Linked DNA regions of Xenopus laevis: region 1 is linked to region 2. The links are chromatin contacts, called in public Hi-C maps. All regions are on one chromosome and are shown on one strand. The core of a region is the stretch at or near the end of the contact, and the rest is flanking DNA. Distances in the headings are between cores, read along the strand shown. Region 1 has its middle 12 kb from the start of sync.L. Region 2 holds the start of s100pbp.L (S100P-binding protein).

Region 1 (2,700 bases), core at 199-2,698, 77 kb after region 2:
AAAATCAGGACTGTCTGCAGCATTTCTGCAGCATTTCTATCAGGCCCGTCCTTCATGTAGCATTCTTCTGTTGTATAACTGGAACGCTCATCATTCTCAAGGCTAAGGGGCACATTTACTAAGGGTCGAATTTCAAAGTTAAAAAACTTTAAAATTCGACCATCGAATTTGATACTTCGATAGTCGAAGTATTTTCGATGTTTTCGATCTAAGTAAAAATCTTTTGATTGATTAAATAGTTCGAATCGAACGATTCCAACGATTTTACAAAAAAAATACATTGTCTACTCAAAACTTAGCCAAAGGTTATAGGAGGTCCGCTATAGGCTAAACAGCAATTCGGCAGGTTTAAGGTGGCGAAGTGTCGAAGTCGAAGTTTTTTCAATTTGTATCAAATTTTGGCCTATTCGATGGTCGAAGTACCCAAAAATTACTTTGAAATTCGAAGTTTTTGTATTCGAAAATTCACTTCGACCCTTAGTAAATGGGCCCCTAAGCTTTGCAGAGCAGTCAGATAAATGGTTGGCTATTCTGAGTCACTACTGCTTAAAGGAATTGTACAGTGTAAAAATAAAAACTGGGTAAATAGATAGGCTGTGCAAAATAAATAATGTTTCTAATATAGTTAGTTAGCCAAATATGTAATGTATAAAGGCTGGAGTGATTTGATGTATAACATATCAGTCTGAACACTACTTCCTACTTTTCAGCTCTCTTGGTTTACACTGACTGGTTACCCTGGCTACGAGGCAGTAACCAATCAGAAACTTGAGGGGGGGGGGCACATGGGTCATACCTGTTGCTTTTGAATCTGAACTGAATGCTGAGGATCAATTACAAACTCACTGAACAGAAATGTACCATTTGGCCCCCCTTCAAGTCACTGACTAACTCAGAGTTATAGAGCTGAAAAGCAGGAAGTAGTGTTCTGGCTGTTTTATTAGACATCTGTTCACTCCAGCCTTTATACATTACATATTTGGCTAACTAACTATATTAGAAACATTTTTTATTTTGCACAGCCTATCTATTTACACAGTTTTTATTTTCACACTGAACTGTTCCTTTAATAAATCCATATGAAGAATAATATAATCAGCAAGGATTTACCTTGTGGTTTGTAATTTACATGGACGAATATGAACAATAATACTTTATAGCAATGTTATAAATAGCAAAGAAAGATGGGATAGAAACAGGGAGACCAGAATTTGGCTCAGAAAAAATAAACCATAATTACAGTGATGTGTTTAATCGCCTAGTGCATATTTAGTTGTTATGGGTGGGGTTAGTTTCTGTTTTGCCTTGTTGGCCACTCCTCCCCCCCTTTTTTTTATAATACACAGTGAGACTACGCAGAACCAGTTCTGGGTAGCTTAGTGCTCCCACCACACCCACAGGCAGGTACCAGGCTGTGATGAAATCCTATGGTTTGGGAGCGGCCCCGTTATCTGTGCCAAGTCAAACTGTGGGGGAAAAAAAAACTACGTAAGAGCACCCTCTAGTGGGATCTAAGAGGTGTAGGCTACGCCAGATGTTCCAAGCAAATTTGTCTATATATTAGCCTATATGTTTGTTGGTAATGTTATATACTGGTTATAGTATGTATATATATATATATATATATATATATATATATATATATATATATATATATATATATATATATATATATATATATATATATATATATAGAAGTCCAGCTAGTGCACTCCACAAAAAGCATTTAAATGCCTGGGTGCCGGTAAAAACGTACAAATACTGTATAAAAAGTAACCGTACTCACAGGACTGTCATGAAAAAAAAACGTAAGGGCTGTAGTTTATTCCTCAACGTTTCGGCTACCAAACTTTAGCCATCCTCAGTGTACTGTGGGACATTAAATATATATATATATAATGTCCCACAGTGCCCGCACTCAGACCAGACCAATGGAGCCAGTGGTGCATGATCAATAGTATTGATATATATAGATGAAGGATCAGCACTCACTGTTATATTGTGAAGAAAGGTGTTTATTTCATGCAAAGTACATCTTTATCCAACGTTTCGGTCCCACTTGAGAAAGGTCCCCATGTGGGAACGAAACGTCAGATAAAGATGAATTAACTGAAATAAACACCTTTCTTCACAATATACAGTGAGTGCTGATCCTTCATCTATATATATATATATATATATATATATATATATATATATAAATATATATATATATATATATATATACTGTATATATACTGTATATATGCAGGAAATAGCGACACTCACAGGACTTTTCTTAGTGTGAAAACAAATGATTCTTTATTGAAGACTCAACCTTTTGATCCCAAACCGGGATCTTCGTCAGGAGTTCTGAGTTCTCCTGACGAAGATCCCGGTTTGGGATCGAAACGTTGAGTCTTCAATAAAGAATCATTTGTTTTCGCACTAAGAAAAGTCCTGTGAGTGTCGCTATTCCCTGCATATATACAGCTACACCATTGCTGGTACCCGGGCAAGTTACACAGGAAACGGAGTGCACCTTTCGGACTGATATATATATATATATATATATATATATATATATATATATATATATATATATATATGTTTTCCAAGATATAATTGCATGACAAGTGATTTGGCACTTTATTTAACAAATCCATGTTTGGTCGAAACCTCAATTTGTTAAATAAAGTGCTGTATATGTATATATATATA
Region 2 (2,700 bases), core at 116-2,615:
GCCGCACCACAAACACAAAAGAAAAGTTAAGTACCAGGGGATTTGGGGCAGGCCGAGGGCTCTTTTTAAGCGTAGTACAAATTTACCGTCAGCTACATTGCCAGTAAATTTGTAATACCGGCCATGGCCATGGCAGGTATTTTACCGGCAGGGTGGCAACCCTATAACTCCCACGTATCATTAGGTACCAAGAAAAAACATCCTAAATATGAATGCCAGGGGTATACTGAACAGTTTGATGCCCATTGTTCATAGGATTACTAAAGCATCTGGGCTAGAAAAGTGGCAAATTAGTAAGTCAACCCTAGAAAGGGTACATATTCAGACTATTCCAAAATGGGTAAATACACCTTTCTACCAACCTTACTAACCTCTTCCAAGTCTAGGGGTTTTTAAGAAATTTCTGAAAATTGTCACAAAGCTTGCATTTTACCCCATTATATACCCCAGATTTCATAACGTACCAATATTAAACATCTTAAATAAGCACACTCTGGGTCTACTGAACACTTGCATGTCCAATATCCATAGATTTACAAAACTATGTGGCACACAGAGACTGTAAATGGATATATTGCAGACAAAATTTCCATGGGAAAAAACAAGTAACAAAAAAAGAAGGTGGAATGCAATAAAACCACTAAAACCAATGCTTTTTTTTTCTTGCCTAAAGTAATCAGCAGTCAGAATCACAGTTGTATTTTGGCTTGGCCAAATAATTTTTACAGTCAGAAACAAGTGAACAGCACATATGCAGAGCTGAAAATGCAATAAAATGGCTAAAAATGCACCAAAATCACCAAAAGTGTAGTGCGGTTAGCAAATACACTATTTGAAATGGCAATAAAACATTTTTTTCAGGCAAAAAAAAAAACAGTGGGTTGGAGGTCCAGGAAGAAGAGGCCTCAGCAGACACTTAGATGTCACGTGCCTGCTACAGCCTAGGGGCCCCTGTGTTATTGCGCCTCAGGGGGCACACAGTCCCCTGCTCAGCTCATTGCCATGGGGCAGGGGAACTAGTTGGTCACAGCAAGCGGCTTTAAAAGCAGCTTCTCCACTCACAGACCCGGAAGTGCTGCAGTAGAATCTACGTTCTCTGTACTTTTATACATAGAACATAGATTCTGCAACATTTGAAAGGTTAAAAAACACACTGGTATGCTTATTAGCACTGTTAAAAGCTCTACATAGCTAGACCTAGCCAGAGTTATTGGGCCCTTAAAGGTATCCTTGCTCACCATTCTGCATTAGCGGAGCTTGCGCTTCTGCAGAGGGCTGCGGTGCTCTCCCAACCCCCTAGGCAATGAGCAAAGGGGGAGGCAACATGAGTCCTGCGACGCATCTGTGTCTGCACATCGTCTGTGTCTCCTCTCTGCCTGTTCCAGCCAGCCTGCGACTTCCTGCTCTGTGGACTCTGCTTTAGGACCACCCCTTGGCTGTCCAGGGCCCTGCTGAACTGTAAGTAGCCTTTTTTTTTTTTTTTACACTTATACACAGATTTACATACATACATGCATGTACAGATACACAATATACATTTACTAAAGTTAGCTATATTCTTTTTCTTTTCAAGCTTTATTCTTTTTCTTGTCGGGCTTTATTTTTTGTTGTAGTTTTCCACACTGTCGGATCAGTTTTCTTTTTTTGTTATTTCATTGATTTTCCTGATTTTTTTTATTTTTGTGCTTTTACTGTGGTTTTATGCTTGCTTTGTTGTTCTCCATGTTTTATTTAGCGTAGCTTTGCAGTATGATCGTTTGGAATAGAAATACATTTTTTGCAATTTTGTATGTGTACTTTACAAAAATATATGGTTTTGGGTGGTCTTTGTGCTGTTAAGACGGCCTTGTGGCACATAATACCAAGTCAGGGAGCTTTATTCACAGAAGGCGAAAAGACAGCCGACAAAATTCATATGCACTATTTTTATTTGGGGTCTGCACATGCCAGCTGCTTTGGTATATCTATGCATATTGGGCATCAAACTGTTCAGTAGACCCGTGGCATCAATATTTAGGGTGTTTTACAATTGTATGTTAGAAATTCGGTGAGATAAAAGCAGCCAATTGCAATATTTTTAGGCGATTTTCAGAAATGTCATAAAAAAACGATGCCTTTAGCGTAGCTTTGCAGTATGCTTGTCTGGAGTAGAAAGACATAATTGATTGAAAACATACATGGTTTTCAGGGGTCACCATAATTTTTTGTACCATTTATCCTACATAAAACTGGCAGTGTTTATAACTTAGTGTAAATGTAAGCCATCAAATAAGTATGCACAAGGTCGATTCTGAAGTTTTTACATGCCATGAACTTCTATATACCTATGTATATTCAGTATTAAACTGTTCAGTGGACCCCAGGCTTTCAAATCAGGGGTGACTTATCTTGATACCAAATAGTATGTGGGAAATAAGATGTTGCAGAGTGGACGTTTTAAGGTGATTTTTGGAAATGCCATCAAAATCACCAAATTTAGGAAGGGTTTGAGGCTTGGTGCTTTGGAGTAGAAAGACATGTAAACCCAATTTGGATTCAGGGGAATGTGTAGTTTACGAAAATATATGGTTTTCTGGGGTGACTTACTTTTTTCTACCTTTGACCACCCCAAAATTATGTAAATGTGTTGATTTTGCAGTACCTGAAATGACAGACTATATGCGCGTTCTTCATTTTGGGGCACTATATGCCACCGGCTTA

What was found. Hi-C and Micro-C count contacts between places; a contact is called where the count stands out from the background.
Region 1: a Hi-C map of the XL177 cell line shows a contact between it and region 2, with 2.7 times the contacts expected there.

What each region holds. Positions count from the first base shown.
Region 1 is chr2L:93,939,078-93,941,777 of Xenopus_laevis_v10.1, forward strand. No RefSeq gene overlaps it. Among protein-coding and RNA genes, the nearest start is that of sync.L, 12 kb to the right of the region's middle.
Region 2 is chr2L:93,861,826-93,864,525 of Xenopus_laevis_v10.1, forward strand. It overlaps s100pbp.L (S100P-binding protein), which reads right to left and starts at 1,366. Exons shown (of 6, transcript XM_018245359.2): 1 at 1,239-1,366. The coding sequence starts at 1,248. The region is part of intron 1 of yars1.L (tyrosine--tRNA ligase, cytoplasmic); the gene reads left to right.